Regions from separate parts of the Mus musculus genome. Here all the other regions are linked to region 3. The links are chromatin contacts, called in public HiChIP or PLAC-seq and promoter capture Hi-C maps. All regions are on one chromosome and are shown on one strand. The core of a region is the stretch at or near the end of the contact, and the rest is flanking DNA. Distances in the headings are between cores, read along the strand shown. Region 1 holds the start of Slc6a9 (solute carrier family 6 (neurotransmitter transporter, glycine), member 9). Region 2 overlaps Rnf220 (ring finger protein 220). Region 3 holds the start of Dmap1 (DNA methyltransferase 1-associated protein 1). Region 4 overlaps Rnf220 (ring finger protein 220).

Region 1 (3,281 bases), core at 379-2,878, 150 kb after region 3:
AGGCTATGAGAGACCATAAACAACTTGTAGAGGAACCCAAGTCCTGGTAGGGAAGATGAGAAGTGTTTAGATACTATCTGGTCAGATCCAGGACTTGAGCACACACACAACTACACAGCCTGCTGCAGGACCCACAGTTAGACTCCCAGAAACTTCTACATAAGCAAAGTTAAAGGCCACAGGTGGTGGTGGTGCACGCCTTTAATCCCAGCCCTTGGAGGCAGAGGCAGGCGGATTTCTGAGTGCAAGGCCAGCCTGGTCTACAAAGTTAGTTCCGGGACAGCCACCGGGACTATACAGAGAAACCCTGTCTCAAATCCCCCCCCCCAAAAAAAAAGCCCACAGGCACAACAGATTGCTTAGGTAGATCTGCGTGTGTGTCCCCTCTCTACTCTATACAAAACTCTGGTAATTAGTTCGTGGGAGACTATAAACCCCAAGCAGGCTTATAACTGCTGTGTTCACGGGCAAACTCAAAAGGGACATAAGTGCCTTCCTAGATCTGACCAAATCTCGAGAATGAACAGATTGTGAGTTCCATGACAGCAGAAAGCAGTATATAAGAAGGTAGTTCTGGGAAAGGGCTGTGGTTGAGCCGTGGGGTAGAGAGAGGCCCAACTGAAGGGAGTGTGCTGGCTGCTGTCTTTTTCAGTGATTATAAATTAATAAGGTGGCTTCTCACACCAGTTGATCTTGTGCGCGGCTTTGACATGGATGCGCCTGCTCTTTGGAGACTGGATGTCAATAAACAAGCAAGTTTCCTGGCCGGAAAATGGTGAGAACTCGGGGCACAGAGTGGAATCCGGAGCCTGCCTCTCCAGACCAGGGCCTTTTGCAGAGCACCTGCGAAGCAACAGCAGTCCTCTGGCAATCAGTATTGTCTGGTTTGATAGAGGGTTGGCAGCTTGCTCAAGGTAAGCAAATGTGGCAGCCTGTTCCATTTGCTAGGCACCACTGCCAATCTGGAGCAATGAGTTTCACGTGGGTATGCATTTCCTTAAGTCATTCTCTCCATTTTGCAGAGGAGGAAACTGAGGCTCAACAAAGCATCTTTTGGCAGATACTGCAATCCAGGCACCTGAAGTAGGTAGGCTCTGTGGCACAACTAACCAGGTAGGGCTGATCAAATCAGTGGTGGAGAATTCGGGGAGAAAGGGCTCCCCAGCCTTGCAATTCCAAGGAGTGGGCCCCAGGCTTTACTCAGCTGTGCCCACAGTCTCTAGCGGCGCTACTGCAAAGGGAACGGAATTTGCTCTTGACGTCTCTCTAGGGGGAACGCAGGCGCAGAAGGCCAGGGGCCTGGCGGGCTAACTGCAGCCCCAGCCCCCCAAAGCGCCCCAGGCCTTTTGGCTTCGTTCCAAGCCTAGCCCGAAGGGGAGGACATCTGCTTCCTCCAAGTGTCCCAACTGAAGGGCAGAGAGGCGAAGGAGAAGGGGACTCCTTTGCCGAGCCCCACTCCCAGGGGTTCGTGAGGATCAATCATCAGAAAACTAGAGCCACTTGTAATCTTATTCCCTGGTAGGAGGAGTCTGAGTAGTCGGCACGCGGGAGGGAGGAGATGGGACCAGGGCGGGGGAGGGCGGCCAGGGGAGCCGCTCAGGGAGGGGAGGGACTTGGCTAGGTTTCTCAAGCCTTCTTCACTCTCCAAACTTTCACCAAACTCTTAGCCCCCGCCTCCCCGAAACCAAAACACAACAAGCTCTGGAGGAGCGGCAGGCAACGCGGCGGGGCGGGAGGACTGGCGGCTGCAGAGAGCCTCGGGAGGCTGATGCAACTTTCCCTTTAAGAAAGCCACCTGGGCGCACCGCGGTGCGGACCCAGCACGCCTGGGCCGGGGGCAGCAGTATGGTAAGAGAGCTGGGGGAAGGGGGCTTTGCGGCCCGAGCCTAGGTCTGTCCAGCCGTCGTTCTGGGCGTTTCTGTGACTCTGGGAGGCTGAGCCCCAGGATGTGTATGGATGTGTGTGTGGTGCGTGGATGAGATAGCGTTTGCTTGCGGGTATCTGTGGCTAAGAGTGTGAGTGCTCGCACTGGGATGTCTGTCTCGCCGCGAAGGTCTGGGTAGGTGCGTGTGTCTGTGTGTCATCGTTGTCACCAAGGAACTAAAGCAGACGGGAGGGAGGGTGATTTCGGAATGGAGGGGGTGCGTTGCGTGCCGACGCCGGCTCGGTCGGAGGTGGTTGGTACGGGGCTGTGCGCGCAGCGCCGGAACCGAAGAGCGTCTTCGGTCTTTCTGGGGCGCCAGTGGGTCTGCCGCGGCCGGGAGCCGGCAGCGGGGTCTGTGCCCCGCGTGCAGCCTCTCGCCCCACCTCCTCTCCCAGCCGTGCTGGCTATCTATCTGGGCGCCGCAGCCGGCGGCCTTCCTAATCTGCCCGCCCACTCGCCCGCCGGGTGCCGGTTCCCGCGCGCCCGCGGTTCCTGGGAAGCAGCGAGGAAGAACCCCAGCGCCCTCCGGTTCTCTTTTGTCCGCGGCTCGCGTGGCTGCAGCGTTGAGAAGGGATTGCGGGGCGGAGAGTGGTTTTGGGGGACTGCTACTCTGGGGGGAAAAAATCCACGCCCTGCCACTCGAGCCTTCACTCTAGCCTTCCTTCTGGGCATGCTTGCGGCGAGTGCGGGCGGCCACAGGTGAGGCCTGGTTTCCCGCAGCTCCCGAGCGCCTGCTCCCAGCCTGTACCCCGCAGCAGGCAGCCACACACGGGCCGGAGCTGAGGCCAGCGAGCCGGGAGGGGGCTTGCCCGCAGACCCGGGAGGGGCCGAGGACGGGCGGGGGCGGGGCAAGGGGGCGGAGACCTCGGCACCCGGGTACTTTTCCACCGCGGGGGGCGGGGCGGCATCCTCCACGCCAGCTGAGAGGCGCACACGTGGTGGCTGATGTAACGCCCGCCCCCCAACACACCTTGCACACTGATTAAAGCGAACCGGTCTCGTTTCGAGGAAGTGGGCACTCCGGGCGGTGCCATGACTCCAAAAGTGACCGCGCCCCACACTGCCAGCCCGTCCCGGGCCTTCAAGTCCGGCCGGGCAGCTACTTAAAGGGGCCGCACCCCCTCTCGGGTCTGTTTTCCATAGGCCACGCCCCTCGCTAGTCACTCTTAAAGGAGCCGCGTACCCACCTAGCACTCTATGATAGCTCCCTCACAAAGCCTGTTCTACTTTTTTTCCTTTTTTTCTTGTTTTTTGGTTTTGTATTTTGAGACAGAATTTCTCTGCGTAGCCCTGGCTATCCTGAAACTTGCTCTATACACCAGGCTGGCCTTGAATTCAGAGATCTGCCTGCCTCTGC
Region 2 (3,491 bases), core at 581-3,080, 250 kb before region 3:
CGGCCGCCTGACGAATGCCTTGCCTGAGGAAAGCCACCGGAGTTGGATTTTTGTTTTCTTTACATTTCTCCCACTAGAACATTTTACTGAAGTCATTTTGGCGTCTCTCTTGATTCAAAATGATGCTGGAAAAATTCTACCTGATACCTAAGCCAGAATTCTGAGCAGAAGTGACCATTTTCTCATTCTTAAGCCACCAACCTGTCTGTCTGTGGGAGCAGTCCCTCAGGCCCTCCCATTTGTTTTTGTTATCAGAAAGGAATTTCTCGTGACATCAGTTGTTTTCCTTGGGGGTGGGGGTGGGGCAAGGAGAAAACATAAGAGGTTTTTCCTCAGATATGCACTTTATCTCTTTAGAAGCATCTCTCACCTCTGACCACACTAGCAGAGTCATTACCCAAGCAACTGTTTTCTTAATTCTCCAAAGGATGGCAGAACAAAATGACGTATTCTAGATCCTTCAAGTGCCTTAGAGCACTCCTGCTTCCCCAAGTTGAGAAAGGCTCGAAGAGAGTCCACCATCTGAGTGGCTCCTCGGCAGCCATGGTCAAAGAGCCTTTCCCTAGACACGGTCTGCACCTGTTCTGCTGGCTGTCCACTCATGGAGACTCCTTCTCCCAGGGTGGGCAGGGCACATCTCAACCATCACACTTAGACCCTAGGTAGGAAGGCTAGATTTTGATACTTGGAGACTGTATCCCTGGAGCACTGTGGTCCACCCTCTCAACTACGCTCATCTACTGTGTGCAGGATCTGTTACATGCTCAGTAAAACCTGCCTCCTTTTCCTCCTCACGTGGCTGGACTGAACCTCCCACACTTTCTTGCTGAGATAGACAGGGGTGAATTCTGGTTACTGGACTGTGGATAGAGGTGATGGCGCCCATTTTGCTAGGGTCCACAAAAAGGACCCTTCAAGATTCTCTTTTCTTTCACACGCTGGCTATTATATCCAGCAAAATATCCCAAACTCTAGAGGATAGGTAAACCTGAAGTTCAAAGTCACCACGTTGAGGCTGACATACAAACACAATTCGCTTGACATACTAATAAGTCCCCACTGGTGGATAACTAAACCCTGAGCGTGGGAGGACCAACGCCTTTCTCAGGAGGCCCTACAGCTCGTGAAGGACATGGACAGAGGCCAACAGAGCCTGGAGCTGGGAAGCAGGGGCTATTGTTCAGAGTTCTTCTACTGTCTGCATAGGATCAAGAGCATAAGAGAGTCAGGAGAGCCAAGGCTAGCTGTGGGCCTGACTCCTGGAAATGACATTCACATGTAGACTTGACAAGCGTCACTCTGCAAGGCTTTCAGAAGTTTCACAGCTAGAAAGGTAATAAGGAGAAGGCCATGGCTGCTTGATTGTTTGATTCAAACAAAACAAATGAGCTTGAGAAAGCAACGTAAAACCCCAAGATAGATGTGACAGCCCCTCTGTTCACACTCTTCAGCCATCTCAGATCCACCCCATTCTCTAACCCTGCCACTCTGGGTTCTCACATATCTTCCCTGAATGCCTTTTTGGGGTTGGAAGTAAGGTTGTCCACTAGCTCTGAAATTCTCTAAGTCCAGAAGAGCCTCCCACATCCCTGAACCCCTTCAGCCAGCTCAGGGTCAGGAGTATCTGCTGATTGTAGCACTGTACAGTTACAAACGAGCGTATTGTACAGTTACGGACAAGGGCACTGTATAGGCTATAGCAAGGACACTGTACCGATTATAAACTAGGTATTTCTAAGCACAATACCCCTGCCTCTCCTCTGTTAAGATGCTTCTAAAATAGCACTCAGTCTAGCGGTAGCCCCACCCCATGCTCCCGTTCAGCACCCCTGGCCCCTTCACAAAGAGCAGGCAAAGCCAGCCAGCCTCGGGCAGACAGAACCAGATCCTTCAAGGGTCTATATTAATGTGGTGCTCGCCTTAGCTGCAGGCTATGCTCAAGGGCAAACATGAAGAATCTCATCTCCCTAAAACTCAAATACCTCACGATAAGCAGAAAATAGGTTCTTTCCTTTCTGGAGAAAGATTTCTAGCCCCACGTAAGCTCTTCACAACTCCCGGGGAGAAGGAATATGCAAATACGCTGAAAAATCCCCAGTACTGAACAGTCAGTCTCGGTTCTCCATCCTCCCTCCATCTTTACAGCTGTGCTCCCTGCTCGCTTGAGAAGGACTGAGATCACTCTCGCCTTGCTCTGCACGCACTGTGCTCACAGTCCTAGCCGGTAGATTTTTGAGAATTAACTTCCCTATGGAAAATGAACGGGGCCAGTTTTAGGTAGACATTAAGCATATGGGTTGAGGGTCAGACTGACTGGGTTCAAGTCTCCAGTTTTTATATTTCTAGTTGAGAAAGCCTCTAGGAAGGCTATTCAGCCTCTGGAAGCTTCTGTTTTCTCACCTGTAAAGTGGGGATGAAATAAAACCAAAGTCACAGGGCTCAAGTGTGGAGCCCTTAGGACAATACTTGGCACACAGTAGACATCCAGGATGTGTTATCCCTGTCTCTTTCCCATCTTCTCTTCTCTTATGTCAACTAATAAAATGACGTTCTTCCTCTTGAGGAGATGTCCACAAGTGCTCTGCTTCCCACCTCTTCTTCCTTCCTTCCTTCCTTCTTTCTTTCTTTCTTTCTTTCTTTCTTTCTTTCTTTCTTTCTTTCTTTCTTTCTTTCTGTCTCTCTCTCTTTTCTTCCTTCCTTCCTATCTTAAAAAGTTCTTTTTGAGTCTAGGAAGATACTTCAGTCAGTAAAATGCTTGCCATGAAAATGCAAAGACTTGAGTTTCAGTCCCAGAACCCATTTTATGAGAGGAGGAGGAAGAGGCAGAAGAAGAAGAGGAAAAGAAGAAAGAAGAGGAGAAGGAGGAGGAAGCGGAAGAAGAGAAGGAAGAAGAAGAGGAGGAGGAGGAGGAGGAGGAGAAGGAGGAAGAGGAGGAGGAAGCTGGGTTTGGTAGTATGTGCCTAACCAACTCTATGATTGTTTTGGTCAAGGTGGATTAGCAAAAGCAACTTAAGCATGGTCTTGAAATATACTTCCTGTGGCTAGCTCTCCTGCATTAAAGTAATCACTGTCTTTTCAGCCCAAGCTGCAGAATGTGCATGCATAGACTGGACTCAAGCCTAGCCAAATACCAGATGCAGAGAGAGAGATGCCCAGCCCAGCTCAGCTTGGATCAGTCTGCCTACCGGTGCATAAGAAAAGAGGTGCCACTGTGGTTGATATGCCCCTGAGATTTCTGCAGCAGTATGTTGTTCCATAGCATGAGCTGGCTGGTTCCTTTTCATCCTTCCAATGCAGTGAGCACTTCACTGACTCCGGAGTGCTAAAGCAGCCTGACCCTTCTTTTTCAGCACAGCCTTGTGCATTGCAAGCCTTAATCTCTGATTTTAATTTAAATGTATTTCTTCAGAGACCACCCTTGATAGATGCTGCATTGTTTTATATAGCAGGGCTATCCATTCCATAGCATCCATCTCTGTTTGTAAAGACAA
Region 3 (3,051 bases), core at 76-2,575:
GAAAAACATAGCGCCGTCCTTTCGAGCTGGGTTAGTAAAAGGCATCCATTTCCAAGGGCGAACCTTCTTGGACCCCAGTTTCGCCTTCACTGTCCGATACCCCTGACCAGTGTCACTGGGCAGCAGTGGGGGTGCATCCCTGGCAGTGGAGGTGAAAGGTTAGAAGCAGGTGTGTGAAGAACCTCTAAAGCCATGAAGCTCAGTCTACCCCAGAATAAGGAAGTCATGTCCTGGAGCAAGACACTGAGCTGTCCTGCAGGAGGAGCCCTAGTTGGGGATACTGGCGTGGGGGAAAGTAGAAGAGAAAATAGGGACATAGGGCTATGCCTGGTGAGCTAGGGGAAACACGGAGGACTTGGGATTCCAATACTTGCTTTTTGTCAGAGTAAAGCAAAGCATAGACCTCCCGATGCATGCCCTCAGGCCTCTTGAAGGTCAGCGTCTCTGAGGACTTCTTGGACTTTTTCTGGGAAGAAAACCACAGGGAAAAAATGATGGCCCAGACCCACCCTTCCTTGAAGTTTTTACCCAGCCCAACCTGAACAAACAAATGCTGAACTAAAGTCCCGGGAACCCACTCATGGGAGCGTCTCTACACCGTCTGCACAGGTTTCCTCTCCCCGCTCGCGTCTGAGTTATCAGGGAAGAAAGTCCTTCCCTCACCTCAAGACTGTCACAATGTCTTGCTCTCTCTTCCCAACAACTTACAAGTGTCAGGTTCCCTCGGTCCTCTCGTCCGTTGGCGGTTTCCCCGCTCTCTTGGTCCCCACCTCCCAGTGTCCCCTCTTCGTTACATTAAGGGTGGCATGCTCTTGTTCCATTGTAGCTCTCCTTTTATTATCACTTCCACCATCTCTCTTCTGGTAACACCCCTTCCCATCCCTTCGCCAACACCTTCACCCACACTTCAGCCCGCTCAAATGCCCCTGCTACCTTGTCCGGGTTGATAATATCCTTTTTGCTGATGGTCCCAGAGGCGGCATCTCCCTCTGGACCCCCGAGTTCTAGAATGTCTCGTACATCTGCGCCCGTAGCCATCACGCCCGAGGGATGAGGTAGTACCCCGACGTCAAGGGTCGGTACCTGCAGAAAGACTGTGCTACCGTTAAGGGGGCGGTGTCCCTGCAACTCCCGCTCCAAGTGGGGGCAGGGTGAAGAGGCCAGCGCCAGAATGGTCCACACCAGGTTTGGGTGCTGCCTCGTTCTCCGCCTCCCCGCGCAGGTGTCCCTTACGGTCACACTGTCCTCCCTGCCTCGCCATCCCCGGGGAGCCACACCTGAGTCCCCCCAGCTGTAGCCCACTCCTCAAATTACCTCTCTCTGAAGACCCACGGATAGGAACTTCCGGCTGTGCGTCGTAGAAACGCAACCCTTAGAAACACTTCCGGTCGGTGCTTAGACAAACAGGAGCCGGCTAGCAACCCAGTGTGCAAGCTACCGGGCAGGCTGAGTCGCTCGCCTGGAATTCCTGCTGTGCTCCCAGGAATCCGCGCGAGGCGATGCGGGGCTTGCTTTTGACATTTACCTTCTATTTCTCTACATTGTGTCCCGGGCAATGAAAAGAAAACCTGAAGAGAACTCTGTGACATTGAAAAGTCACTTATTTTCTCAAAACCTATTTCAAAACACTTAATTTGTTTACAAAATGAAAATTGTAACAGCTCCTGCTTAAGTGAAATACCAATAACCCATGTAAAACAATGGCACAGTGCCTGGAACATTATTTTTTTTCTTAATTAACTGGATTAATGATAGTAATTGCCTCTGCTCATTCAGTGCCTCTCTATATTACCAGGCATTGCCATTGTGCTAAACTTTCAAAGCAGAGCTAAACTAGCTTCTCCAGCTGCCAAGAGAGTAAAATAGAAGCTCTCTCTCTCTCTCTCTCTCTCTCTCTCTCTCTCTCTCTCTCTCTCTCTCTCTCTCTCTCCCTTCCTCCCTCCCTCCCTCCCTCCCTCTCTGCCTCCTCCTTCCTATCCCTTTTCTTTCCCCACCACCCAGGGTGGCCTCTTAACTCACAGCGATCCCCCTGCCTCTCAAGTGCTGGGATTACAGGAATGTGCCACCAGGTCAGGCTCTTAACTTCTTTATTTAATTTACAATTCCCCTAAAATGAGTTGTGAATCTTGACTCTTTTTTTTTTGGGGGGGGGGGCAGTGTAATGTACAACACACACACACACACACACACACACACTGTACTGTCAACACACAAACTAGAGTTATCTGATAGATGAAAACCTTAACTGAGAAACTGCCTTTAAGATCCAGCTGTAAGGCATCTTCTTATTGAGTGGTCAGTGGGGATGGCCCAGCCCATTGTGGGCGGTGTTATTCCTTAGCTAGTAGTCCTGGGTTCTATAAAAGGCTGAGCAAGCCAGGAGAAGCAAGCCTGTAAACAATACCTCTCCATAGCTTCTGCATCAGCTCCTGCCTCCAGGATCGTACCCTGTTTGAATTCCTGTCCTGAATTCCTTTGGTGATAAATAGCAATGTGGCAGTATAAGCCAAATAAACCCTTTCCTCCCCAACTTGCTTTTGGTCATGGTGTTTCATGGAAGCAATAGTAATACACACACATACCACGCCACATGTCTATGTACTTAGGTTGTCAATATGTAGGAATGACTAGAAGCCCTTATCTTGTTTTCACAAGGGAGTATGTCATTTCAACTGCTTTAACAGCTATCAGTCTATTTACTCTTGACTCCCATATTAGTAGTCGCTATCTCCTGCCCCCCTCCAAGTACGGCCTAAAAGAAAAAATGACAAGGGGCTGGAGAAATGGTTCAGTGGTTAAGGGCACTACTGCTCTTCCAGAGGTTCTAAGTTCAATTCGCAGCACCCACATGGTGACTCACAACCATCTGTAATGGGATCTGATGCCTTCTTCTGGTGTGTCTGAAGAGGGCAACAGTGTACTCACATAAAATAAAGGAAGAAAGAGAAAGGAAGGGAGGAAGGGAGGAAGGAAGGAAGAAAGAAAGTTGAAAAGAAAAAGAAAAATGACAGACAATATTAAGTGTTGGTGAGGATGTGGAGTAACAGAAAT
Region 4 (3,428 bases), core at 182-2,681, 210 kb before region 3:
ACATGTGTGTCTGATGCCAAAGAGGCCAGAAGAGGACATTGGATCCCCTGGGACTGGAGGGACAGGGGATTGTGAACTGCCATGAGGGTGCTGGGAACTAAACCCAGGTCCTTTTGAAGAGCAGCAAGTGCTCTTGCTTGCTGAGCCATTCCTCCAGTGTCTGTTACATTCTTTGTTCATTCTGGGGTGGAGGTATATGTGCAACACAGCATATAGAGGTGGTAATATAACAACTTACGAGAAACAGTTCTCTCTGCCTACCACATAGGTCTTAAGGGATCAAACCGAGGCGATCCAGCTTAGAGGCATGGACATTTATCCACTGAGCTATCTCAGTTCACTACCTTGTTTCACAGAGGAAAAATTTCCCTCTCTACCTTGTGGTATATAGAAATACTTAGGGTCCTAACTTTGTTTTCTATACCAGTATTATATGTATGTATCAGAATGAATTTCTTCCCCTCCCCCACCCTAAACAACGCTATAAGAACCTTCACCTTCACGCACTTGACCAGATGAATGTGCAATCCATCCATGGACTGGAGAACAAAAACAAAATAAAACAGAAAACCCACTTCTTTACCCTCTCACCACGCGTGTGAAGTCCCTGTTTCCGCAGACCTTCATGGAGAGGAACATGCTATCACATGCCATTCGGGATTCCCAGGAATTCTTCCAGCTGTCTTCTTCCCACCCCCAGCTTTGAGTTCCCTCTCCTCTCTTTAGCCCTCTGGTCTCTCTGGGTTCCCTCCTCCTCCATTCTGGTTGAAGAACATCCTGTGTTCTTCCTATCCTCACGGGCCTGATTACCTCCCTCACTTCCTCCACAGCTTCTGTTTTCCTGCTCACAAAATCCTCTCAGTTTCTCAGCAGCTCGCACACCAATTGACAACCAGACAGGAGCCAGGCCGCTACTCTCCAAACCTGCTGTCTCCTGGAACCACAAGCACAATAAAAGAGGACCTGGAAAATCCTTTATGTGGATAGGACTGTCAGAGGGCAGCGTGCACCTACACGGAACAGGAGAAACATCAAGGAAAACTCTGCGTTCCTGTCTTTGTCGAGCTAGCCTCTGTTAATTTTTTTCTCTACTTTCCATAACTGGATAGGGCTCATCTCTTTGACTCAATAGTTCGTGATTTTTATGCCTTACTCCTTCACGCTTGGCTCCAAATTCTGAGTTGCAGTGGAGGCAGGAGGAGGGGTGGAAAGAAAACCCCAGAAGTGGTAAGACTGAAGACGAGGAACGAACAGCCAGGAAAGGTAGAAGCGAGGAATGAGAGGCAGTGTGGTGGACGGGGTGGGGTGAGTGGGACATGGACCAACTTCTAGCTCGCTGGCTTAGTTTCATCTCCGTTCCCTCCTTCCTACAGCTTTGAACAGACTCACTGGGGCAGGGTTAGGCTGGAGGGTGGGGTGTAGCAGAAAAGGGAGTGACCGCTTCCTATTCTAACTGCCACTTCCCTCCAACCCCAACTTCTTATCCAGCAAAGCGCTATCCACCTCCAAGAATCAGCTTAATAGAATAAACCACTTAGGGCTAAGGCTCAGGGAGAGTCAAAGGTCCCGCAATCGCATTGCCTAGTAAGCCTCTTAGAAGTTAGAACGCTGCTAAAGAAAGTGATACTATGGCCCGCTACTTAGGAAGAGCACAAGGGCACAAAATCAGAGAGAGGGAGACCAATTGGGGAACCTCGGTGCATCTAGGGTAACTGAAGGGGACAGGGTGAGGTTGGTGCTGGAAGACAGCCAATTGCCAGAATGAGTACTCCTACTGAGTCTTCCTATAGAGAGTTGGGGGAATATTTCTAGACTGTACCAACGGGATGAAATCTGGACAGAATAAAAGCAATGCATCTCTTAGAGCAATGAGGGAAACAGCCTCAAGCTTTGTGTAAGAGCAGGAATTAGAAAGTGAATAAAAAAACAAAAAACAAAAAACAAAAAACAAAAAACAACCTGGGACAGCTCAGTTCTAGCTCCACCCCACCCTAACTCCACCCCCAGCTAGGTCCACCCCTACCCTAGCCACACCCCCAGCAAGTCTAGGTATTTGACACTTTCTTCTCCCAAAGAGACTCCCAGTTGCTGGCTCTCTGAGTGGCTGGCTGGTCAGGCAAAGGCAGACAACCAAACTAATTTAAGAGGCTTACTGTCCTTCCCTAGTTGGGAGGTGAGTGTAGAATTCTAGTTATCCCCACTGGATGACTTTTGGGAAGTTCAAAGAGATTCCTTGGTGAAATCATCCTTGCCTTAGTCCTCATATGACTGGAGCCAGGAAGGAGAAACAACTTGATGCACATTGGCTCCTTAGCATCACCTGGGACTTCTTCCATCTATCTAAAGACAAAGACATGAGCCGGGTGTGGTGGTACATGCCTTAAAAACAGCATTTGGAAGGTGGAGACAAGATGACTGGGAATTCAGGGTCATCCTTGGCTACACAGAGAGTGTGAGGCCAGTCTGAGCTACATAGCCCACATCCACACTGCCATTTCCTAATCCTGTAAGGAGATGAAGAGCAAAGGTGTGTGTGTGAGTGTGAGTGTGAGTGTGAGTGTGTGTGTGTGTGTGTGTGTGTGTGTGTGTGTAGGGGGTGGAGTGGGGTGCAGCTCAAGATACTTCAAACCTGCCCAAGTTTTTAGTATCAACTGGAGCTAACACTTACTGCAGATGTATTTGATGCTAAATATTGTTCCTATGAGTCTGTGTTTATTTTATATTAACTCATTTAACACTTATAACAGCTCTGTTGGTCCCTTTCATCCTGAGGACTAAGGATCCAGGAAAGGCAGGCACATCTTCCACAGTTCAGAACTGGCTCTTATAGCTGCAGCCTTGCCAAAGGCTCAGAGGCAGACTTCACAGCGCTACATAAGATGTGAGCAGACCCTAAACCGCCACCCGCAACCCCAATCCCGGGGTCTGTTTGACAAGCTTTTCTATTTAGATCATAACTAATCATCTTCAGGCTGTGCAGTAGTACTGGAAATAGATACAAATAAGACACGGTGTCTAACACAACATAGTAAGGATGACAAGGGCTGTGAACGGGTCAAACCTGCGGAATGTGAGGAATACCGCCCTATCAAAGACCCTTAAAATCGCTTCAAGTACAAAGGCGGACACATCAAAGCACTGCAGCTGCAGCCGGCACACAGTGAGCAGCTTCTTCACGGTTTTATTTTATTTGTTTATTTTTATTTACTTAGGACCCTGGGGATTGATCCCAGGGTCTCTCTCATGCATGCTAAGCAAGCATTTCACTACAGAGCTGCACCCCCAGCCTTCTTTGTCTGTCCCTTCTTAAGTGGGACCCACAGACCTCCCTCTCCAGGGCTGCTTCCTTCCTGTTGACTCTGAAATCAGTCAGCCTGGGTTCAAATCTTAGTTTTGCTACTTCTGTTTTTGTGACAAAGGGAGTGTTG

What was found. Promoter capture Hi-C pulls out the DNA fragments that hold promoters and counts their contacts. HiChIP or PLAC-seq counts read pairs in DNA pulled down with a chosen protein or histone mark. Capture Hi-C pulls out chosen DNA fragments and counts their contacts.
Region 1: a promoter capture Hi-C map of adipose tissue shows a contact between it and region 3. The contact joins the promoter of Slc6a9 here to the promoter of Dmap1 in region 3. A contact is called at or near these places in 6 of 39 promoter capture datasets (the 3T3-L1 cell line, 3T3-L1-derived adipocytes, the C10 cell line and 2 more) and 1 of 9 other capture datasets (adipose tissue).
Region 2: a contact with region 3 is called in an H3K27ac HiChIP or PLAC-seq map of embryonic stem cells, with 5 read pairs. The contact joins the enhancer-like site here to the promoter of Dmap1 in region 3. A contact is called at or near these places in 14 of 39 promoter capture datasets (the 3T3-L1 cell line, the C10 cell line, the HPC-7 cell line and 9 more), 3 of 484 Hi-C or Micro-C datasets (the P5424 cell line and embryonic stem cells), 4 of 115 datasets of contacts at active chromatin or transcription factors (acute myeloid leukemia, embryonic limb bud, embryonic stem cells and 1 more) and 1 of 9 other capture datasets (embryonic stem cells).
Region 4: a promoter capture Hi-C map of fetal liver shows a contact between it and region 3, with 2.4 times the contacts expected there. The contact joins the enhancer-like site here to the promoter of Dmap1 in region 3. A contact is called at or near these places in 6 of 39 promoter capture datasets (the 3T3-L1 cell line, cranial neural crest, fetal liver and 3 more), 6 of 484 Hi-C or Micro-C datasets (cortical neurons, embryonic limb bud, muscle stem cells and 3 more), 7 of 115 datasets of contacts at active chromatin or transcription factors (embryonic forebrain, embryonic hindbrain, embryonic limb bud and 4 more) and 1 of 9 other capture datasets (pancreatic islet).

The regions. Positions count from the first base shown.
Region 1 is chr4:117,833,630-117,836,910 of GRCm38.p6, forward strand. Slc6a9 (solute carrier family 6 (neurotransmitter transporter, glycine), member 9) reads left to right here and starts at 1,629. Exons shown (of 14, transcript NM_008135.4): 1 at 1,629-1,848.
Region 2 is chr4:117,427,946-117,431,436 of GRCm38.p6, forward strand. The region is part of intron 2 of Rnf220 (ring finger protein 220); the gene reads right to left. Among named protein-coding and RNA genes, the nearest start is that of Gm12828, 13 kb to the right of the region's middle. Within about 2 kb of position 1,831, at least 18 of the 459 cell types and tissues checked have an H3K27ac peak or open chromatin away from gene starts, as enhancers often do. A contact at or near this core is called in embryonic stem cells and extraembryonic endoderm stem cells, where this site is marked.
Region 3 is chr4:117,680,900-117,683,950 of GRCm38.p6, forward strand. Dmap1 (DNA methyltransferase 1-associated protein 1) reads right to left here and starts at 1,326. Exons shown (of 11, transcript NM_023178.2): 1 at 1,315-1,326; 2 at 934-1,083; 3 at 375-466; 4 at 1-139. The coding sequence starts at 1,038.
Region 4 is chr4:117,472,105-117,475,532 of GRCm38.p6, forward strand. The region is part of intron 2 of Rnf220 (ring finger protein 220); the gene reads right to left. Among named protein-coding and RNA genes, the nearest start is that of Gm12827, 22 kb to the right of the region's middle. Within about 2 kb of position 1,432, at least 54 of the 459 cell types and tissues checked have an H3K27ac peak or open chromatin away from gene starts, as enhancers often do. A contact at or near this core is called in fetal liver, where this site is marked.